Linked DNA regions of Mus musculus: all the other regions are linked to region 2. Evidence: chromatin contacts called from public ChIA-PET, Hi-C, HiChIP or PLAC-seq and promoter capture Hi-C data. All regions are on one chromosome and are shown on one strand. The core of a region is the stretch at or near the end of the contact, and the rest is flanking DNA. Distances in the headings are between cores, read along the strand shown. Region 1 holds the start of Shfl (shiftless antiviral inhibitor of ribosomal frameshifting). Region 2 holds the start of Carm1 (coactivator-associated arginine methyltransferase 1). Region 3 holds the start of Dnmt1 (DNA methyltransferase (cytosine-5) 1). Region 4 holds the start of Anln (anillin, actin binding protein). Region 5 holds the start of Pigyl (phosphatidylinositol glycan anchor biosynthesis, class Y-like). Region 6 holds the start of Eif3g (eukaryotic translation initiation factor 3, subunit G). Region 7 holds the start of Fbxl12 (F-box and leucine-rich repeat protein 12).

Region 1 (2,932 bases), core at 27-2,526, 680 kb after region 2:
GGCGTCTTTCTTCCCAGGATCTGCCCAGCTCAGACTTTCTTCTTATGCAAGAAAGGGTTGCCTTGAGTTTTCTTCGACATTCAGTCTCCTTATCCTACTGTCCTGTCTCTTCCATTTGAGGTAATCAGCATGTAATGAGCACCTACTGTTTGAAGGCTGCTTGAGAAAGGAAAGGACCCTAGATGGTAAGGGGAGCACTCACTGATTGTTCCTTCTGACAAGAGAATGGGAATCCCCCTTCCTTTGGGGACAGGGGGAGGTTACCTGAGCGTCCAGGTCGTTGCTCAGCTCCTGTCCGTCTTTCTGCTTGACACCTAGTGGGAGAACATGGGAGGGGCTCTTGAAGGGTGTAGGAGTTCCAGGCGGTGGAGAGCCTCCGGTTAAACGGAGCCAGGGTCGCTAAAGCGCTACAGCAATTCTGAAACCACACCCACTCAGTGTCCCCCCCACCAGGGCTGACTCACCATACACGATAGAGCGCCCAACTCCGGTGTGGTCGCTGCCAAACTTCCTCATAAGAGCCCCTGCCTTCTTGGGGGACACTTTCCCATGAAACTTCTCCCGGAGGCGCCTGACGCTCTTCTCCAACTAGGATAGAGGGGGGATAAGCTCTGATGTCGCCGGCGACGGGGAGCAGCCCCCGCACCTTCATTCTCCTGAACTTGACCCTGGCTTCTGGCCTCCGCATCCCCATCCCCCCCCCCCTTTAAGCCATTTCCTGGAAAAATCCGAAGTTCTCCAGGCATTGGGGGATGGTGGAGACTGCGGCGCGTCCCAGCCTCCCCGGTGCGAATTTGGGGTCTGGCGGTGTGTGTGTGTGTGTGTGTGTGTGTGGCGGGATGCAGGCCAGGTTACCCCCTTTCCTTCTGACCTCTGACCCTACAGCCCCACTGTGCCCAGGGATAGAGGAGGGAAACAGCCCAGGGGGCAGGGGTGTTCCCGGGAGCCCTTTCCGCGCCGCCGGTGGCGCGGCTGTCCTACCTCCACGCCATCCTGAGCCATGGTGGCCGGAGCACACCTGGCTGCGCCTGGGTCCGGGCCTCGCAAGCCTGGGTGGCGTCGCCGCAGCTCCGCCTCCCTCGGGCCCCTCTTTCAGTTTCGTTTCTACGTAAAGCTGGGGACCCTGAGGAGACCCCGCGCAGGCCTTGCGGCCACGCGTCTGCTCACGCGCCCTGTAGTGCTCCCGGGTGGTGCTCCCGGGCCTCCGAGCGCGCCTCACCGCGTCCTGCGCAGCAGCGCGGCCTCTGCAGTCGGTCACATGTCCCCACGCTGCGCGGGGTCCGCGTCTTCACGTCCCCCTTGGGGGCGGAGCCGCACCACAGTTCGGTGCTCCCTCGCTGCTCCTCCTATGCAGAACCCGAAGCGTCTTCGGACCACCGTGGCGTTTTGCTATGCTCAGCAGTTCTAACTCCCACGGCTTCTCTCTCTAATTCCCACACTCTCAGCCTCAGTTTCCTCCTCTGTAAAATGGGCATGCAAGATAGGCATGGTGACACACACCTGTCACTCCAGCAGTTGGAAGGTGGATGCAAAAAGATCAGGAGTTCAAGGATGTCCTAGACTATGTGTGACCCAGTTTCAAAAAAGAAAAAAAGAAAAAGGGGGGGGGGGAGGGGAACATCCTAGGACAAAATGAAATGAAAGATTTTTTATTTTTTTTATTATTTTTTTTTTAGCAAGTTTTACAGACTTCTCCAGAGAATGGGCCCCAGAATCTAAGAGGCCTGGGCTTTTTCACCCCGTTTAAATACCTTCTTCCCAGTGAACCTCTGCCTTGCCCCTTTCGGTACAGAGCTTGGGTCTCACTATGATCCAGGAGCACAGAAATCTTTGCTGGGTGATCTGGCTCCCACCACCACCAAAGGTGGATGCCACAGGTGCAGATAAGGTGGTTTAACAGTGAACCGGAGACCAAAGCCAGAGAGGGGGAAATGGAAACTGATCTACCCTCCCCTTCAGCCTCTTTCCCAGGCCCCATAGTTTCAATGGTGGCCCTTATGGTCCAGGTTACTCTGGAACTTTCTATGTAGCTGAGGATGACTTTGAACTCACCATCCTCCTGCTTCCACCTTCTGAATGCTGGGGGTCTCATTGTATAGCCGTGGCTGTCCTTAAACGTATGGTATGGTGGTCCTCCAGCCTTCGCTCTGTAGCACTGAGATTACAGCTGTGAGCCACCGTGTTTGGTTTTCCAGGGGGATTAATGTCACTTAGCACAATGTGGGACATAGATATTGCATCAGTCACCAGGTGACCTTTGAAGTGTCATGCTGGTTGGAAGCAGAGTAAAAATGTGAAGAAAAGCCAACTCCTGGCCCCTTACACCCTTGTAGACTTCTGGCTCCAAGGAATCCACATTGTAAATCTAAAGCCGAGAATCATGTGAGCATCGGGCCCTGGTCTCTACGCAAGCCTGAAAGGAACACCTCCAAATGGATAGTCATCAATAAGTTATATTGAAATACTATAGCTGTTATGGAAAGTGGGATAGAAGTTCCTCACAGAATACAATGAGCATAAGATCTGTCAACTATTGGGGAAAATGCCTGTAGGAAAGGAAACCAGCTTGTTAATGAGTGCCGGATACTTGCGCCTGTGTGCATTGCTGTATTGTTCACGCGATGTCCATTAATAGGTGAATGGATAAAGAAAATGCAGCGTGGACACACCATGGAATATTACTCACCCATAAGAAAGAAGAAGCCTCATTACTTACTGCAACAGGTATAAGGCTGGAGGGCATTATGTCAAGCTGCCTAAGATCTCATTCAGTCAGTGGAGACTAAAGAAACTGTTGGAGAAGCAGAGAGGGGCAGGGCAGAGGTGGGAAGGTGGAAAGCGCCTGGTCAAGGGTTACAGTGTTACAATTTGAATGCAAGAGTAAATTCCATTGAGCTGACTGGGTCAGGAACAGCCTGACTGTTTCAAAATA
Region 2 (3,173 bases), core at 73-2,572:
GACTGCTACACACATTTCCCTTTCCAACAACACCCCATTACCAAGGAGTAGAAAAAAATTCCCACAGGTTAAAATCGATCCCATCTTCCTTGGTGGCCCCTTAAGAGCATCAGTGAACGAAATCCTGGGAGACAAAGACCAGTGAAACACAAGAGCAAATCCATCTGAGGAATCCGTCAGAAGAAAGAGTAGCAAGAGCAAGGAAGAATGAAAGGTGGAACTACAAAGCTGGGGGGGGGGGTGCACTTCGAAAACACACTAGTGATCCCCCCCCTTGTTTTCCCCACTGAAATGTCAGTTTTTGAAGCAGCTTCTGATAATGTCACCAGCTTCTCACGTTCTTAAAAAAGACAGGAGGCGCGTGGCGAGGGAGGTGGCTTGTTACCTCTTGACTTCTAAAGCCGGCCATCAGCCAGCCGGCCTTCCCCTCTTCCACGTTTCCATGGGGGATGGGCTTGGGAATCTCTATCAGGAAGGGCTCTGTCCTAAGTCCCAAAGTTTACCCACCCTGGTGGGTGTGTGGGTGGGGGATCCCGAATCCCAAGTCCTCCACAAGGGCGGCACCCAGTCTTCCCGGTGTTACACACTGAAAACCACTTTTCAAATGTCCGTGTGTGAGGAGGATGTCCCCTGAGATGAGATCCACAAACCACACCCGCTCAAGAGCCCTCCCAATCACTCCCTCTCTCCAGTCCCCTCTACAATCCCCCCAGAATCCTCGGGGCCCCACTTCCTGCCACGCGCCCCCCTACCCCACCCGCTGCAAATCTCAGGCCCGCGACTCTTATTTCCCGCGCCCCTCTTCGGGCTCCAAGGTCCCCACGCACACCCTCTCTGCTATCTCGCCCGCGGGCAGCAGGAGCCGCGTGTACAAGCTCGGCCCGAGTCCCCCCCCCCCCCCAACCCTCCGCCGCCTGCCCCCTCCCCGGGCGCCCGCGCCGCCGGCCTCGTGCGCCGCCGTCCCCAGGGTGTCCCCAGCACTCACGGCTGTAGAGGGCGATGCCCGCCGCGTCTGGTCCGGCGCGCACCTCAAGGCGCAGCGCCTGCTGCTCCGCGTGCCGCTGGATCTCGCCGTTCGCGTCGCCGATAGTGAGGAGGCGGGCGCCCGGGAACACAGACACTGTAGCGCAGGGCCCCGCGCCGCCCGGGCCCGCCACCCCAGCGCTCCCCGCACCCGGCCCCACCGCCGTCGCTGCCGCCGCTGCCATCTTAGGTCCGGCTCCAGGCCCCGCTGCCACCACGGCCACCGCCACCGCCGCACCCGGGCCCAGGCCGCCGCCGCCGCCGCCGCCGCCGCTGCCGCCGCCGCGCAGGCCGAGGCCGAGGCCGAGGCTGGCAGCGCGCCGCCTGCCGGCCACGCGACGCCTCGCCGCCGCCGCCGCCGCCACGGGCCGGCTCGGTGGCGCAGCGCCCCCTCCTGGCGCCTGAGGGAGCCGGGCGAGCGCAAGCACGACGGGGGTGGGGCCGGCCCCACCCCGCGGGAACGGTCGCTGCTTTGTGAGGTGGCTGAGCCTCCCGGGCAGGCCGGGTGAAGGCGCCTACGTTGGGAGGCGGTGCCCCGCAGTATGACACGCCCCCAGGGATGCTAAGCCCCGCCCCGAGGCAGCGTTGTGCGAACCGAGGCGCTTTGTGCCACCGCGCACAGCTCTGGAGAGATGGGCAGGGCATGCGTCGGGAGGCGGTGCTTAGCCTTCCCGGCACGCCCCCGGAATGATCAGGCGGCCCCACCCCCCGCTCCGGGCCGGCGACCGGTGATCCACGGTGATCCACAGCCCTTTGTACCACAGGGCGTTTCAGGAGGCAATGCTTGGCCGCTCGGACACGCCTCTGGGGCCAGACCCACCCACAGGCCGGCAGCGAGCGAACCACCATGCTTTGTGCCACTGTGAGCATAGCTCAAGAAAAGTGGAGAGGCGTGAGTCGGAGAACTAAGAAGAAACGCCTCCTCCAGGGCTGAGCTCCGCCCCTAGGCTGGCGTGCTGCGTACTCCCCCAGTACTCTTGGGGGTGAGGCGTTTGTCAGAAGGAGGCGCTCAGCTACTTTATACACCCGGAGGAGGGCTGGCTCCGCCCCCAGGAGGGACGGTTACTAGCAGAATGCAGACGGTGCTCTGCATCTTTTTGTCAAGGGACGGTGTTCTGATCCACGAAACCCTCCCTCGGAGAGTTCGGGCCCCTCCGGGCCAGTGTCCTGCAAACAACCTCTCCTGAGCTTGAGGAAAGACAAGAACCGTTTCCAAACCCAGGTGATTCGGCCACGCCCCCAAGTTAAGGTTCCGCCCTGTACGTTCCCAGGTAAGCTCCGCCTTGATCCCGTCCCACTGGTAAGAAAAGGCCCTGTGATAGGTGTGCTCTGGTTTGCAGGCTCGCACCCAGCTGGGGCCCCTTCCCATGCTGCTCTGGGATAAAGGCTTTTCAAGCCGCGCTCCAGAGCTTGGCCTTCACAAAGAACTTCAAGGCAGTAACTTTAATTCTTTAGCTTCTCCACTAGGACCTCTCCTTTTCACTAGTTAACTCTCAGGTCCCCCAGTGAACTCACAGTGGCCAGTCACTTGTTCACTTTTGCTGGGCCTCTTAGAACTCTAATTTACGTACCCCCTCCTGGGCCTCCGCAAGACTCACAAAAGACTCAACCCTTTCCCAAGTCATCCCTCCCATCTAATGGTGCAAGCACACAATCTCAGGCAGCCAGGACCCACAAAGTGAAGAGTAAAAACGCACTCTGCTGGGCAGTGGTGGCACACACCTTTAATCCCGATGCTCAGGAGGCAGAGGCTGGCAGTCCTTGAGTTCCAGGCCAGCCTGGTCTACAGAGTGAGTTCTAGGACAGCCAGGACTACACTGAAAAACCCTATCTCAAAACAAACAGAAAACATCCCAAAGTTAGGTGTTATGGCAGTAACTTTAATTCTAGCGATCTGGAGGCAGAGGCAGGTGGATCTATGAGTTTGAGGCTGGCTTGCTCTACACAGTGAGTTCCAGAAAAGCCAGGGCTACACAGTGAGACCCTATCTAGAAACAACAACAGCAACAAAAAATATACACATCTCTCCTAAAAATAAAACACGCAGTCTGGAAGTAAGTGACCGTTGGGGAAGCACTGGAAAGGAGTTAGAGAATGTAGACCTCTTGTGCCTGACTGGGTGTCCGGATTCAATAGTGACTTCTCCGGTG
Region 3 (3,027 bases), core at 508-3,007, 590 kb after region 2:
TCCTGAATCTCACTATGTAATGAGGCTGGCTCCAATCTCCCAATCTTCCTGCATTAGATGCTAAGTGCTAGAATAGATGTCTTTTATCATGCCTGCCTCAGGATTTTTTTTTTTTTTTTATTTTATGTATATGAGTACACTGTTGCTGTCTTCAGAGACACCAGAAGAGGGCATCAAATCCCCATTACAGATGGTTGTGAGCCACCATGTGGTTGCTGGGAATTGAACTCAGGACCTCTGGAAGAGCAGTCAGTGCTCTTAACTACTGAGCCATCTCTCCATCCCCAGTGCCTCAGGATTTTTAAAGTTAGGTTTGTTGGGAAAAGTTCTTTAACAATTTCACATTTGTGTACATGTGCGTGGGTATGTGATGTCAACTTACACACATGGTCAGAGGGAGACTACTTCTGGCTCAGTTCTCTCAGCTGTCTTTCTGGTCCTCGGTCATTCTTTTATTCATCTGGTGCTAGGGATGACTCCCAAGGCTTCTGCTGTGAGGTTAATATTCTGCTGTTGAACTGTATATTCTAAATCCTTCCATACCATGTGGAAGGTAAATAGAAAATATCATTTCTCTGCGATCTGCTTTTTTTTTTTTTATTAAACCCAGATGGCAGAAGTGGTTCCTGGCCTTACCACTATACTACTTCATTGGTATATTGGTCCAGTTCACTTCTGAATTATCTTTTTAAGGAGGTGATTTCAGCTCTGATAGATGAAGCCACTGAGGAAGAGTCCAGATGGTGTGCTCATGGTCGTTTTAGAGGACAAGGGGGTGAAGATGGGGTTAGACGGGAGGCCTTTTGTTTAAGGGTTCATGTATTTCTTACCAAAATGGTAACAAAAGATGAGCAGAAGGGGAGGGGGATAGAGTTATGCCTATAGTTTCTCCTTCTGAAGATGTAAGTTCCAGAAATATGGATCATGGACATATAGTTAGACACTACAGAACCACACATTTCATCTTCCAGTGAAGATGGTAGTTACAGTGGGGCATACCCATAAATCCATCACTCAAGACCAGAGAGAGGCAGGAGGTCTGAACTTTAAGATCAACCATATTATCTATTGTATAGATAGTAAAGTCAAGCCTATCTTGGGTTAAAAAATTGTTGGTGCATTTAAGAGCAGTGTCCACAGCGGCCTTCCCCTGGAAGTGGAGTTACAGGGCTTCGAGTGGCTGGATGTGGGTGGGTGCTCTCCAGGGAGGAAGCTAGCCACTGCGCAGACAAGCCCACTTTTGTTTGTTTTGTTTTGAGACTGGCTTTCTCTGTGTGGCTCTGGCTGTCCTAGAACTCCACTGTATAGACTTGGCTGACCTCAAACTGAGATCTGCCTGCCTCTGCCTCCTTAGTGTAAGGGACTGCAGGCATGCGCCACCACCGCCTACCTTTTTCCTTTTTCAAGAAGATTTTGTTTTTAGACCAGGCTCAATACACAGAGATCCTCTGGCTTTTGCATTCTGAGTGCTGGAATCAAATGCATGCATGCCACAGCCTCTGCCAGACTCAAAAGATTTTTTTTTTTTTAAAGTTGTGTTTGTGCATGTGAGTGCAATGCCCATAGAGGCCAGAAGAGGCTGTAGGACCCCCTGGAAGTGGAATTACAGGGGCTTGGAGCGGCTGGATGCGGGTGCTGGCAAGCAAACCAGAGTCATCCTCTGCAAGAGCAGCACTACCTGCTCTCAAGTGCCGAGCCACCTCTTCAGGCAAGGGGGAGGTGGGTGGCGCCAGTCGCAGCACGGACGAGCCCACTATAGCCAGGAGGTGTGGGTGCCTCCGTTGCGCGCATGCGCACTCCCTTCGGGCATAGCATGGTCTTCCCCCACTCTCTTGCCCTGTGTGGTACATGCTGCTTCCGCTTGCGCCGCCCCCTCCCAATTGGTTTCCGCGCGCGCGAAAAAGCCGGGGTCTCGTTCAGAGCTGTTCTGTCGTCTGCAACCTGCAAGATGCCAGCGCGAACAGCTCCAGCCCGAGTGCCTGCGCTTGCCTCCCCGGCAGGCTCGCTCCCGGACCATGTCCGCAGGCGGTAGGTGCCACGCAGGGTGGGGGTGAGGGGCGGGACCGATGCCGAGGCATATATTGGGGGTATCTCCGGGTGGCCCTGCGGCCGCTGACAGCCAGGGCGCGCATGCGCGGGGCAGCGTTTGGCGCGGGCTGTGCTTCCTGTCGCGCGTGCCCTTAGCTGTTGGCGCCAAAATGGGTGGGGGCCGGGGTGCTGGCAAGCCCATTGACTGGGAGCTTGAGGGAGCAAGGGGATCAGCCCTCTGAAATAGAACAAGCTTGGGGACACCCTCAGGGGTTCCCCTCTTTGGTCAGCCAGGCTCCTGGGTGTGCAGGAAGTGCCCCTCTCCCGGCCTGTGGACACCCTGAAGCCCCCACTCCGCTCCAGCCTCCACTTCCGGTGCCCTGCAGATCCCGCCGCGCCCACCCGAGGGTCCCTCCGCCGGTTCCCCTGGCCCTGGTTCAGAAGGGCCCTCCTTCCCAGCCCCGCTGTCAAGTCCTAGGACCTTTTCTCTCTCATCCTGCCGGGCCGGGCCTGGGCAGCTTGAAGCCCTCGTGGGATTTTGTTTTGTTTTCATCCTAACGTAAAGGAGCTCCTGCGATCCTGGAGCTATCAAAGAGACTCTGCCTGGAAAGAGCTGGTGCTGCAGAATGGGCCCTCCACTTTGGCAGTGACATAACTCTGTCCCGAGATCCCAGAGCAATCGAGGAAACCTTTAACTCCATTCAAAGTGTTTATCAGGGGGAAGGAAAGATGAATGGTAGTGAGATGTCTCGGCCCCCGCCCTATTATTTTAGCCCCTGTAAACCAGTTCTTTCGGTCCTGGCGCCATCGAGGAAGCTTTTTACATTGTCCAGTGTTTATTTCGAGGAGTGAGGGATGGCAGGTAAAGTCCCCCATTTCAGTGCATATGAATCCCCCCTCTCCCCCCCCCCTCCCCAAGCAATCAAGGAAGACCTGGGTAATGGGCCCTCCACTAGTACCTTCCACGCCTCCATGAGGACGGCTGTGTGCAAGGATTGG
Region 4 (2,994 bases), core at 301-2,800, 840 kb before region 2:
GTGGTAGTAGGAAAAAAAACCTACAAGTTTAGAGTAGCAATACTGCTTTATCCATGCTAGCTAGAATCAAATTGTTTACAATGAAACCAAGGATTACAGAGGCAACAGCCCGAAGGCACAACGGCTACATAAATTTCCAATGACTCATTCCCAAGACTGACCTACACAGCCACACCCCAAGTACCCACACCCCTTTTCCTGTTCAGTGCTTGAAAAAAAATTCAGGCATCCGTTCCCTTTGGTTTATAGGTAGCAAATTCTAACAACCCCACACACCACACACTTAAACAAAGCTCCTTCCATTTTCTATCATTTCACAGCTCCAAGGCACCAAGGAAATTTATTATTCTTGTTATACTGTGGTCCCAAGGATCTGAATTCTTAGAAGTTGCTCTTAAAGAAGTTCTTATTCCATGCCCCAAATTCAGTTTATTACAATCTATACATTTTTAAATTCTTTATTACTTAGAAAAACATCATTAATTTATTTCCTGTGTGTGTGTGTGCAGGTCAGAGGACAATTTGCTGGAACTGGTTCTGGGTCTAGAATTCAGGTCCCAAGACTTGGTAGCAAGCGCCCTCATAGCTAGCATGTGCTCTGTCGCTGGCCCCAAGCTTCCTATTTTTATTTAGCTTTGATTCTGGACTTGACCCTTCAACACTTTCAGTTTTTCTGTTCAATAAGCACAGTTGATCCTGTTATGGACTCATTTAGGACACAGAGACTCAACCATAAACCTTGCTACCATACATCTGTTTTACACAATCTCGTAAGGACTTTAGCTCTCACAGCACCAACCTAGGCACAGAGATTTTGGTGCTTTGTCGACCTTTTGACGTATAAAGGCAAACAGTTCTACTACCAGAGGTTTGGCAACCCATCTTTTTAGACACATTCTTGGAAAGCCTAGCAGAATGTCAAATGGTAAGACACTGTGAGGGTCTCCAAAAGACCCTCCCAGGAAGAGGAAAAGGAAAGTCAGATTAAAAGTTACTCGTGCAATAGTTTGTCCTGCTTTCTGCCTGTTAAACGGGAACTTTTATTAAATATGGACTTTCCGATTGTCCCTTCTCTCAAAGTGTTCTCACTGCTGGCTTTGGGTAGTTGACTGGGATTTAAAACCGAAGGGTCTGTTACTGTCATCTCTTTTCCCCACCAAACAAAGAACTAGTCACTGGCTGAGAGTGTGGGGACCCGCCAGAGTGGTCTCTCAGGAGGTCAAGCTGGCTGTCTAGTCCCACTTCTGGTGGCAGGATCAGGCCCAAAGGCCAGAGGGCCGGACCGGGTTCGTAAGGCCCACGGAGGAAGAAGGCAGGGCGGCGGGAGCTGACAGAGTCAGGAAGGGACCCGCTACGGCGTGCGTGGGTGCGTGCGGGATGGCAGGGCCCTCTCCCTAGGCAGTTCAACGGCAGAACCGTCTCCACCCAAGCGGAGGAGAGAGAGCAGTGCTCGCAGCTCCGGACCAGTCCCAACTTGGCCGCATCACGTGACCTAGCTCAGGGGCGGGGGCAAGCGGCCCGCCCGGCCCCGCCCACCCCGCGCGCATGCGTGTCGTCCGGGGCGCTGAAATTCAAATTTTGAACGGCCGTGGTAGCCTACCGACTCCGTGGGTGCGGAGGGCAGAGCCGACTGGGTGTGAGAGCGCCCGCCGCCTCGACTGCAGTCCTCCTCCAGGAGCTGCGCCGAGCCTGCACTCACTTCTTTCCTCTTCCTGAGTTTGAACCGTCGGACCCACCGTCTAGCCGTCCACTGGTGAGGCCTGGGGCGATGGACCCGTTTACCGAGGTGAGAGACTCTGCGGGCGCTGTGAACCATGACCCCTGCCGACTCCGGGACCCCCGCCCGCGCTGTCAGCCTGCGGCCAGCGTGGCGCGTGCGCACAGCGAGCGTGCAGCCGGACGGAAGCCGCGGGGTCGCAGCCGCCCCGGCTTCGCTGCTCCGTCCCTGGCTCTGGGGAAGGCAGGGCCTCAAAAACCCCATGCAAACCCCGAGCTCTGTAGTCGTTTAGCCTTCCTCCACTCCCCCAAGTGCTGGCTCGGGGTGTGAGCGCCTGGGCGCTCTGGCTTGAGCCTGCCCCCCCGGCTCCCGGGACTTAAAGCACGCTTCCCTCCATCCTTCATCCGTCTTGCTGTGACCCGGGAGAGTGCCGCTCAGGGGCCTAGTGGGACAAGCCCTGCCCTAAAGCTGGAATAGTTGGCAGGGTGGAGTCGGCCCAGTGACTCGTACTGTGTGCTTGGAATCTGATGGAAGTGATAAAGGACTTCACAGGCCCAGAGGAGCTTGAGCGCTTAAGAATCCTGTGATGAAACCACCGAAGTCTAAATGAGCAGGTGCTTTAGCCTGGCGTCCTTCATAAGTCACGGCTCTACTAACTTTAGAAAGAAAGTCTCATGCACAGGGTTGATACTGGTTGAAAGGAAACAGGGCTTATAGTTACCTCAGCGTGTACAAAACAAAATTATAAGTGTATGCTGTAGGGTTGGTACACCTCAGTGTTTATGTAGCGTATCATTTCAACAATGCTTTCCTCATCTCTTCCTTGGAAATAAGGTCTAGATTCCGTTGTTAATCTTATTATTTATGCCTAGTTTTAGCTTCACGTTGCAGCTGTACACCGACATTCAGGATTGCGTGTTGCTGTTGGCCCATTCTTTTATTGCAGGACAGTTCCTCTTTTTCTTTTGCTTCAAGCTGTTCTTTAAATTTCAAGACTTGTGAGTTTTGTAAAGTGGGCATACAGTGTTTCTGTACTACATTGAAAAATGTCGTAGAGGATAGTAATAATTTATTTTGGGTAGTGTAGTTAACAATTCCATAAGCTAAGCCCAAGATACTAGTTAAGGATTTCAACAATTAAAGATTTCAACTTGACAGTTATGCTGCCCCACACACCCTGTGCTCCGTTTGAAGTTCTCAGTTATCTTGAGGAAAACAACATTTTGATAACGTTAGAATTTCTAATAGAGGACTGGAGAGATGGCTCAGCTGCCAAG
Region 5 (3,118 bases), core at 439-2,938, 610 kb before region 2:
AAGAACATGAACTCGCATCCTTTATGGATGATCTGAACACAGCTCCGGTAGCCTACAACTGCCTGTACCCCCAACTCCAGGGACCCATCACTTGCATGGCCTCCTTGGGCACCCACACTCACATGCGCATACCCACACACAGACACACAATTAAGAACAAATCTTAGAAGAAACAGTCTTTGGATGAAGGCTGGTCGTGTTCCTCTCCCATAAGACATTTTATTGAAAAGTATTTTTCAGCTACAAAAGAATCTGCAACAGCCAGGAACCTCCGGCCATGCCCCACTCCGCAGGCAGCCCGAGCAGGAGGGGCCTCGGCTCCCCTAGTTATGTCTGAAGAGCTTCAGGCCCATCCATGTCCACAGATGGAAGAACACGTACACAGGCACGGTGACCGGCAAGAGCAAGCTGTAGAAGCACAGGCTGCTGGCGCTGGTGCAGCCCTCTGGGAAGCCTTCCTCCACGGAGGCGGAGTAGAGCAGGCCTGCCAGCGAGACCAGTGGGATGAGGACGGTCATGGTGGGCAGGGACCGGATCATCTTCCTCCCTTCTTAAAAGGTTAACTGTCTCAAGAAAACTCAGTTGTTTGAAAAGTTCTGTTCTCGTGCGGGTGCGCTCTTGTCTTATCTTCCCCTTGTCCCGACTCCTCATTCACCCAGGCATGCTTCCCAAGGGCACGCAGAAAGTCCAGGGGTCCCAGGCCGAAGGTGCCGGCTCCTCAGCCTCCGCGTCACACGCAGCGGTTACCAGCGACTGCAGACACCACCTGTGTCCCTCGCAGCGCAGGCGAGAGGTCTTTTAACTGTATGAGAAAAATGCAAGATGACAAGATGAAGGGCAGGCGACGGGAAGGGAGAGGAAAGGATGGGGAAGCAGCCAGTACCAGCACTGAGTAGGTTAGAGACAGGATTGCTGGAACCGGCAGGCTGGCCTCGAACGTTGTGATCCTCCTGCATCAGCCTCCCCAAGCCACCACATCCGGCTAGAAAGAAGCCTTTAAAAAAAGGAGTGTCCTCCAAAACTGCCTATAGTGACCCCCATCAGAGGTATCAGTATTGAGGAGGCAGTGACAAAAGAACGGCTGCCAGACCATGCTTAAAACACTACAAGTGTCATGAATTACTTTGGGAAGTAAGCAATTTGAAAAACAGAATGAAGGACAGGTGGACTGATAATGTTTTTGTGAACTGGGGAAGCGGAATGCGACCTACAAATCCGGGTTCGCTTCAGACATCTGAGTGAGGCTTTCTATACGAGGACTGGCTGGGAACCAGCACCAGAACCTGGGGCCAGGTCACGAGCCACCCGCGGTCAATGCACAGACCGAAGACAGCGCCATCCCTTGGGCGCAGTCGCCTCGGGGACCAGAAGGGGCAACGAGCCCGCTGCAGTCTCTGACCGACGGAGGGACAGAGCCGAGCCGAGCCGAGCCGAGCCGAAGAAAACCGAGCCGAGCCGAGCGGGGCAAGACAGGACAGGGGGAACCCGGCCGAACCGAAAACGAACCAGCCAGACAAACGGAGTCGGCGGCGTCCATGGCGCAGACGCCAAGCTGGCGCGAGTCCCGCCCCAGCCGGTTTCAACAGCTCCTCCGCTCGTATTTCGAGACCCTCAACTCACCGTTTGCAGGCCTGTAGGAGTCCGGTCCCTTCGGCGCCTGGCGGTGACAGTCACCGCCCCACGAAGGCGGGACAGCCCGGCCAGCCGCCCAATCAAATCCCTGCAGGGGCGGGGTGAGGAACCCAGATCCCGCGATGGAGCCGGTCCGCGCGTGCTCATTGGACAGTTCACCTTGCCTTCGCTCCCAGGCTCAGGCTCCGCCCCCGTGGTCTTGATTGACGGGTGAGGCCAGAAAGACTCTGAGAGCACCGGATAGCTAAGGATCCCATCGTCTCTGGCTGGGCGTCCCCTATGCTAGTCCTGCTGGAAGTAGGAGAGGAACGTATTTGCCACAGTTTATTCATGGCGCTCCAGAGCAGACAGTGGGGTCTTTCTGCACTGAAAAGCCTTCCCCACTTTTTTTTTTTGGTTTTTCGAGACAGCCCTGGCTGTCCTGGAACTCACTCTGTAGAACAGGCTGGCCTCGAACTCAGAAATCCACTTGCCTCTGCCTCTGCTGGGGTTAAAGGCGTGCACCACCATGCCCGGCTGCCTTCCCCACTTCTAATTGATAAACTTGAATCCTGAATCGCACCTGGCCTCAGCCACTATCATCTATCCTCTTAAGCAGCGGAAAGATGACTGATACATTATTTTACGTATGAATCGGTAAATGGCAAAATAATAGTTTGTGCTGATGAGATGGCTCAGCGAGTATAGGCGTTTCCTGCCAGGTCAGACTACCTGAGATCGACCTTCCGGTACCCACATGGTGGAGAACTATTTTCCTCTGACCTCCACACATGTATTGTGGCACACCTGAGTGTACTCCCGCAAAAAGTGCAAAATGAAGTTTTAAGAGAAAATGTAGCCAAGCACACTCCTAATCCTAGCACTCCTTAGGCAAAAGCTAGCGGATTTCTGTGAGTTCGAGACCAGCCTGGTCTACATAGCAAGTTCCAGGTCATCCGGACTACATAGTAAGACGATGAGTGTGTGTGCCTTGGGGTTGGGGGGAGGGACGGTGTTCGTAAATGCTGTCCACGGGGCCGGCCACTGCCTTGCCTAGTGAGGCAGTGTTATCTCTGATCCCAGCGTAAAGAAAAATGAGGCTGAGCTAGGATTCTGCACAGTACTGCACAGGAAGCTCCATCCCTTAATCTTCCCGCAAGCTAAAAGATCAGAAAGTTTTTCTTCTCAGAGGTAAGTAGTGGTATAGAGTCCGTGCAGCTTCTGTTGCAACCACAAGGTGGCAGGAGAGAGCTGAGGACAAACCATCCTATGGTTTACACAGAGCAAGTAACAAACATTTTTTAATTTAAAAATTTAAAATCGGAACAAAAAATAGCCAGCAAGATAGTTCAAGAGGTAAAGGCACTCACTACACACGCCTGTGAAAAGGCCAGTATTGGCGCAAGATACCCAAGACCAAGTTCTTAGCGTAGAGGGGTTTTGCCCCAAAGTTCAAAGGGCAGGGAATAAGAGCCAAAGACAGGAGATAGAGGATGAGGGAGAAGGG
Region 6 (2,768 bases), core at 209-2,708, 650 kb after region 2:
CCCTTTGGAATAAGACTTCCATTTTGAGTAATGACTGAGTAAAGTTTAAGTTCCCAAGACCTCCCTGGAAACTGGCATCCTACTTGGCAGAAAGACATGTGCGTGGGTAACTGACAACCTGGTTGGCACATTGAGACATGAATGTTCAACAAGGAAAGTCTCTTGCCACCGTTGAATACCCAACCAATGGGAGCAGGATACGTGTAAGGCAAAACCATGTTCCCAGGTAAACCCCCCATTTCTGAATCCTGATTGGTGATGTGACTTGGCCCAGATGTTTGTGGATTTGAGGCTTAAAAACCCTGCAGGATCTTAAGTCAGGGTCACAGTTCAGGTCCTGAATCTGGACTGTGGCCCTGGTTAACCAGTCCTGACATGTATGCTCAATAAAGTGCCTCTCTCTGACTGAGACTGGGGCTCGTGTGGTCTGTGAGGGGACTCCTGGACCACAGCAGGAGGCTGGCTGCCAAGCCTGAAGGCCTGAGATCAATCCCAAGACCCACATAGTGGAAGGAGAGACTGTCTGCAAAGTGTCCCCTGACCTCCATGTGTGCTATGTATGCACAAGCATGCTGTCTTCAAATAATACAAACGCACAACAAGGTTGTAGGATAAACCCTAGCATGCTACACAGCAAAGGAGGCACAGGAGACCAGGTGGCCTCTTATTCAAAGAAAGGACGTCTTAGCACAGGACAAAAGGGTTTGGTCTGAGTCTGTTTCTTCTTCAACAAACCAGAATCCTGGTATCCTCTAAACGATGTGGGGCGAGGGCATTCTTGATACACGTGCTTTTCAGCCAAGCTTGTTGGCACACAATTATAGCCCCAGCTATTTGTGAATTCCTTGCGTTTAGGAGTTCAGGGGCAAGCCTGGGGAACAAAGCAAGACACCTTTAGTTTTGGAGACAGAGTCGCATGGAGCGCAGGCTAGTCTGGAATCCACGAGGTAGCTGAAAATGGCCTTTAACTCATAATTTTCCAGCTTCCACCTCCAGCACTGCGATTACTGATGGCTGAAAACTAATTCTCCGGGAAGAGGGAGAGAACGAATCAGTTCCGGGTGTGGCGATTTCATGTTCATATTCCCAGCACGGACGAGAGTAAGGTGGAAAGACAGCTATGAATTCAAGGCCACCCTGGGAATACTGCTCGTGAGCCTGTACTTTCAGCCTTTTGGAGTTGAGACAGGATTGTGAGGCTATCCTATCTATAGAGTGAGACACTCACGTCTAGCCCCATTACCCAAAGGGGGAAAAAAAAAGTTTAAAAAGTTCTTTGAAGCTTTTTTTTGGACCCCTTTTCCAGGTTGGATCTCAGCGCTTTGCGGTGCGCGAGAGCCGCGTGTCCACCTTTGTCCGCAGGGAGGCGCTGTGCTCACCGCGGTCTGGCCGCTCTAGGCTGCGGCCGCGGCACCGGAAGCCTCTTCTACTCCGGCTTCCTGTCTTTACCCGGGCTGGGAGCTGCGTGGAGTTAAGACTTCGAGATGCCGACTGGCGACTTTGAGTATGCGTGGGGTGGCGATGGGGTCGCCGGGGAGGCCGCGTGGGGGCTGCTCTGGGGTGCGTGGGGGTCTGGGCGGCGCGGGGGGCCGGGACCCGCTCACCAATCTCCTGTCCCCGCAGCTCGAAGCCCAGCTGGGCCGACCAGGTGGAGGAGGAGGGAGAGGACGGTGAGTGCCGAGCGTGGCCGCGCCCGCTGCCTGTTCCCGGGGCCCACGCTCCGGCTAGGGCCGCGCGTGGCCAGCCCCACCCTCGCCCTGCGCTGTGCCCCCGGTGCAACCCGCAAACACACAACACACACACACACACACTCTCTCTCTGACTTGAAAGTTCCCGTCCCGTGGCTCACTCTACCTTCCTCCCCGAATTCCCTCTGGCAGACAAATGTGTCACCAGCGAGCTCCTGAAAGGAATCCCTCTGCCCACCGGGGACACCAGTCCAGAGCCCGAGTTACTGCCCGGAGGTGAGCAGTGTCCATCCCTGCCTGCTTCCTCTTCCCTTCCGACTCTCAAGCCTACTTTCCAGCCAGTCCCCATTACCCGGGAATCAGTTTCTGTCATCTTCCTCCAGACCCGCTGCCACCTCCCAAGGAAGTCATCAATGGGAACATAAAGACAGTGACTGAGTACAAGATAGAGGAAGATGGGAAGAAATTCAAGGTGAGGTCGAAGTGGACACATAGGGCCAGTGCCTTTGTGTTCAGGGGTTCAGGTGGAGGGGTGTCAGTGGCTGAGACAGGGCCTGAGGCTCTGGAAGCACTCCTCTCTTATTCATCTTCAGATTGTCAGAACCTTCAGGATTGAGACCCGGAAGGCATCAAAGGCTGTGGCAAGGAGGAAGGTGAGATTCTACCTCATTTGGGGGGTAGGGTGTTCTCTGGGGCTGATCCTGAGGAGTTGGGAAGCCCCTTTTTGTTGATGTGGAGTAAACGTTTAGTGTTAGGCCTTGAAAGGTTAGGGCCCAGGAGTAGATGAAGTTAGATGCTTTATTTATTCATTTACTTTTGTTTTTTTATTGTTCTCCTTTTGTGTGCGGATGTGCGCAGCATCATCCCCCCCAGCACATGGCACAGCATACTTTTGGTTTGAGCTGGTCTCTCGGTATTAGGAACTAGACTAGGCTTGCTGGGCACTAACAGCCCCAGGGACCCTGCTGTCCCCACTTCCTGTCTGGCCTGCACCGGGAATGCAAGTTTGCCTCTGTGCACAGTGTTTGACTGTGGGTGCTCGGGGTCAGAGTCTGACGGACACTTGTGTGACAGACACTG
Region 7 (3,192 bases), core at 482-2,981, 900 kb after region 2:
TCTGCTTTCATTCAAAGCTCAGCCTCAAACCCTGTGCTTGCTTCCCCGCCCCTGGTCGTAGTGACCGTTTCAGAGACTCCAGGGGTGCAGGCTGCAGTTGATGAAAACTAAGTCGGATCCTGGTTGAGAGGCCATGCATGTTGCGTACCACTCCGCGTGTCCGTGTCCTGCCTGCGAAGATGTTGGAAATAGCATACGGGGAAAGAGCTTTTGCTTTGATTCTTTAATCTTGTTCCAGATTAAAGAATCGCGAGAGCTGGTGGGAGAGGAATCCCTTCTTAAATTCAACCAGTTTTGCCTCTATTGAGCGATTTCTTCTTAGCAGACAGGATTCTTAGCAAGGTAAGCATATATTGACTCAAGAAAAAGAAAAGTCTTACCCAGCGCCTTGTGCTTACCTAATACGACTTATACAAAATTTAATCCTTATGCGTAGGCAGCAAAAGGCATTATTCTTGCTTTCTATTGCGGCTGTGGCCACGCCTCCCTGGCTTGGCCGTCCTGCTGGCCCCTCACTCCCATCCCAGTCACACCTTTCAGTTTCGAATGAAGTCCTGTTCTGTGTCTTTAGTGCTTAGATATGTTCCAGTCTCCCCAATGCCTCGTTTCCGTCCTGAAAAGACTTCTCAGGCTTTACCGGATTCGTTTCCGTCTCGAAAAAAAACTTCTCAGGCTTTAAGTCTCTTGGCATACATACAAGAAAAGTGGTGGGGTTTGTTTTTCTTGTTTTGTTTTGGTATTTGTTTTAGTGTTGGAGGTCGAACCTAGGGCCTGCTAAGCATGCTTACCAGCCAAAGGCTCTCCCACTGAGCTGCACACCCAGTTCCTGGTTTAGCTCTTGTTTCTGTCTCCAGCGATGCTTTTAGGGCCCCCGTCGCTGCTCTTATCCATTCTTCCAGTCATAAGTCTCCCAGCCTGTCCCTTTGTCGCCCAGCCATTCCAAACTTGATTCCATCCCCTATATCGGACCTTGTTCCGCCTAAGCTAGGTTTTACAAGTTTAGTCTTCAGGCGCAATTAGGATCCCTAGTCCTTGAGCCCCTTCCCACACAAGTCATGGTTTCTGGGTTTGTTGCTCTGTTAACTTTTCCCTGCTCAAGTCATGCCTCCTGGGTATACATACGGTCTGGTCGCAGGCTGATCTCTGCCTTGGCAGTAACCCTAAGCCTTTTCCAGCACAAGCCAAACCTCCGCACGCCACTAGTCGCTTAGCTCTAGACGCGCCCCTTGTCTCTTCCTACTGAAGCCACGCCTTCCCATTGTTGTGGACGGCCTCCAATCAGCTCCTCTGCCGCTGGCCACACCCTTCCACTCGGCGGCGCTTTTTCAAATGCTAGTACTTTGGCCTTGTTTGCAACGCCTGCTGCCCTTCGTCTCTGTCTTTTATCCTCTCTCCCAGAGTCCCACTTTGGGAGTTTGCTGCTTTTCCTCTGACTGGCCTCCAGGCCCCCGGGCCCCCGGGCCCCCGGGCCTCCTGGCCCCTGGGCCCCTTGGCCACGCCTCAGGACCACTCCCCGCCCGTCGGAGCCACGCTTTCTAGGCGTGTTGCTTTCTTCATCCCAGCTTGCGTGGGGTCTACCTGCCTCTGCTCGCCACGTCTCCCGGCTATGACTACGCCCTGAGCCCCCTCCTCGCCAGAGTCACGCCTTCTGGGTTGTCTGCTGACCCCATTTGGGTTTGCTGCTTATACTTAGCTCCACCTCATGGCCACGCCCCCGAGGCATTCTTCACCTTCAGCCTTCTGGATTTGCTGTTAGCCTTCCTCTTGGCCCTGGCCACGCCTCGTGCCCCCTCCTCCACCAAGCCACATCCAGGTTTTCCTAGAGTCACGCCTTCTGGGTTGTCTGCGGACCCCTTTTGGGTTTGCTGCTTATACTTAGCTCCACCTTATGGCCACGCCCCCGAGGCACTCGTCACCTCCAGCCTTCTGGGTTTGCTGTTCGTCTTCCTCTTGGCCCTGGCCACGCCTCGTGCCCCCTCCTCTCCCAAGCCACATCCAGGTTTTCCTATTTCCAGTTCCATCCGCTAGCCAAGCCAGTCAGGCCTAGTCAGTCTCTAGTCTTGACCTCTAAACGGTCGTCAGCCCGCGCCTGTCCAGTCCCGGGGCCTCGGGCACTTTCCTAGAAAAGTAGGGATTCTCGGCGGGCCTCTGAAAGTCGCGCCGGTTTGGCCAGTCCGACCACCCCAGCGCTGTCCAGGGAACGCGGCCTCGCCGCCACCGGAAACGGAAGCGTGCGACAGCTGGACCATGGCGACTCTGTTTGACCTCCCAGACTTGGTGCTCTTGGAGATCTTCTCTTACCTCCCTGTCCGGGACCGGATCCGCATCTCCAGGTGCCGCCCCGCTCCTCGGGGGAAAGAGCCGGGCATGGGCTCGGCAGGAGATGCGGATCCGGTCCTAGCGGGCCGGGGTCGTTCTAACGGCCGGTCCACTCCTCCAGGGTCTGTCACCGCTGGAAGAGGCTAGTGGATGACCGGTGGCTATGGCGACACGTCGACCTGACGCTCTACACGGTATGCGGGACCCGGGAGCGGTGCGGGGAGAGCCACCCCCTGCCCTGGGACATGGGGGTGGGGGTTGCTTTATTTTGCTTTCTAGTGTTTGTTTGCTGTTTGTTTTATTTATTTATTTTTGATAGTTTCTTGAGGCTTTTATTTTTCTGGATTTTCGTTGGTGTTGCTTCTTGGGGGGCTGAGGGGGTTGTTTTGAGACAGGGCCTCTAGGCCAGGCTGACTTCAGCTTCCTATGAAGCCGAGGCTGAGCTTGATACCTACCTCGACCTTCTAAATATTGGGATTAGCAGCGTGGGCCCCATGTGTGGTTCCTGTGCTACTGGGAATGCAATTTAGGTTTCTTGAATGCTAGGAAGGAACACCTCTGAGTCACGTACTGGTTTCCAACTAACCACCCCCTGCAACAACCTCCTGAGTGCTGAAGTTACAGCTGTAGGAGAAGGCCCAGGAAGTGTTTGGGTTTTGTTTGTTTGTTTGTTTGTTTGTTTTCTCGAGGAAAAATTTCTCTGTAGCCCTGGCTGACCTGGAATTCTGCTTCTCCAGTGCTGGGACTAAGGGTATGCACCACCATACTCTGCTGGTTTGGTATTTAAGTGAGTTCGTGCTTGGAATTTTTCTGCCTGTCCTAGTGCCAGCCTTTACCTCCCCTTCAATGCTCAGACCTCAGTTTCTCATCTAA

Evidence for each region. Promoter capture Hi-C pulls out the DNA fragments that hold promoters and counts their contacts. Hi-C and Micro-C count contacts between places; a contact is called where the count stands out from the background. ChIA-PET counts read pairs in DNA pulled down with a chosen protein or histone mark. HiChIP or PLAC-seq counts read pairs in DNA pulled down with a chosen protein or histone mark.
Region 1: an RNA polymerase II ChIA-PET map of memory CD8 T cells shows a contact between it and region 2, with 8 read pairs. The contact joins the promoter of Shfl here to the promoter of Carm1 in region 2. A contact is called at or near these places in 1 of 39 promoter capture datasets (liver) and 1 of 115 datasets of contacts at active chromatin or transcription factors (memory CD8 T cells).
Region 3: a promoter capture Hi-C map of liver shows a contact between it and region 2, with 5 times the contacts expected there. The contact joins the promoter of Dnmt1 here to the promoter of Carm1 in region 2. A contact is called at or near these places in 6 of 39 promoter capture datasets (the C10 cell line, hippocampal neurons, liver and 2 more), 1 of 484 Hi-C or Micro-C datasets (embryonic stem cells) and 1 of 115 datasets of contacts at active chromatin or transcription factors (memory CD8 T cells).
Region 4: a contact with region 2 is called in an RNA polymerase II ChIA-PET map of memory CD8 T cells, with 12 read pairs. The contact joins the promoter of Anln here to the promoter of Carm1 in region 2. A contact is called at or near these places in 1 of 39 promoter capture datasets (pre-B cells) and 1 of 115 datasets of contacts at active chromatin or transcription factors (memory CD8 T cells).
Region 5: an H3K4me3 HiChIP or PLAC-seq map of embryonic stem cells shows a contact between it and region 2, with 8 times the contacts expected there. The contact joins the promoter of Pigyl here to the promoter of Carm1 in region 2. A contact is called at or near these places in 1 of 39 promoter capture datasets (hippocampal neurons), 6 of 115 datasets of contacts at active chromatin or transcription factors (astrocytes, embryonic stem cells, large pre-B cells and 2 more) and 1 of 9 other capture datasets (adipose tissue).
Region 6: a contact with region 2 is called in an RNA polymerase II ChIA-PET map of memory CD8 T cells, with 68 read pairs. The contact joins the promoter of Eif3g here to the promoter of Carm1 in region 2. A contact is called at or near these places in 6 of 39 promoter capture datasets (the C10 cell line, cranial neural crest, erythroid cells and 2 more), 4 of 484 Hi-C or Micro-C datasets (B cells, CD4 T cells, CD8 T cells and 1 more), 3 of 115 datasets of contacts at active chromatin or transcription factors (astrocytes, large pre-B cells and memory CD8 T cells) and 2 of 9 other capture datasets (adipose tissue and liver).
Region 7: a contact with region 2 is called in a Hi-C map of CD8 T cells, with 4 times the contacts expected there. The contact joins the promoter of Fbxl12 here to the promoter of Carm1 in region 2. A contact is called at or near these places in 1 of 39 promoter capture datasets (erythroid cells) and 1 of 484 Hi-C or Micro-C datasets (CD8 T cells).

The regions. Positions count from the first base shown.
Region 1 is chr9:20,866,986-20,869,917 of GRCm38.p6, reverse strand. It overlaps Shfl (shiftless antiviral inhibitor of ribosomal frameshifting), which reads right to left and starts at 1,276. Exons shown (of 8, transcript NM_175687.2): 1 at 982-1,276; 2 at 465-588; 3 at 265-314. The coding sequence starts at 1,002.
Region 2 is chr9:21,545,043-21,548,215 of GRCm38.p6, reverse strand. It overlaps Carm1 (coactivator-associated arginine methyltransferase 1), which reads right to left and starts at 1,322. Exons shown (of 16, transcript NM_021531.6): 1 at 986-1,322. The coding sequence starts at 1,208. AB124611 (cDNA sequence AB124611) reads right to left here. Exons shown (of 7, transcript NM_001198794.1): 7 at 2,885-3,173.
Region 3 is chr9:20,951,709-20,954,735 of GRCm38.p6, reverse strand. It overlaps Dnmt1 (DNA methyltransferase (cytosine-5) 1), which reads left to right and starts at 1,757. Exons shown (of 39, transcript NM_001199431.1): 1 at 1,757-2,028. The coding sequence starts at 1,949.
Region 4 is chr9:22,387,762-22,390,755 of GRCm38.p6, reverse strand. Anln (anillin, actin binding protein) reads left to right here and starts at 1,550. Exons shown (of 24, transcript NM_028390.3): 1 at 1,550-1,786. The coding sequence starts at 1,769. It also overlaps a transcript of 9530077C05Rik not described here.
Region 5 is chr9:22,155,416-22,158,533 of GRCm38.p6, reverse strand. Pigyl (phosphatidylinositol glycan anchor biosynthesis, class Y-like) reads right to left here and starts at 1,688. Exons shown (of 2, transcript NM_001082532.1): 1 at 1,621-1,688; 2 at 179-802. The coding sequence starts at 539. The coding sequence ends at 324.
Region 6 is chr9:20,897,280-20,900,047 of GRCm38.p6, reverse strand. It overlaps Eif3g (eukaryotic translation initiation factor 3, subunit G), which reads left to right and starts at 1,458. Exons shown (of 11, transcript NM_016876.3): 1 at 1,458-1,504; 2 at 1,624-1,670; 3 at 1,881-1,964; 4 at 2,072-2,160; 5 at 2,282-2,341. The coding sequence starts at 1,485.
Region 7 is chr9:20,641,345-20,644,536 of GRCm38.p6, reverse strand. It overlaps Fbxl12 (F-box and leucine-rich repeat protein 12), which reads left to right and starts at 1,731. Exons shown (of 3, transcript NM_013911.3): 1 at 1,731-2,333; 2 at 2,441-2,513. The coding sequence starts at 2,248. Ubl5 (ubiquitin-like 5) reads right to left here and starts at 1,201. Exons shown (of 5, transcript NM_025401.4): 1 at 1-1,201.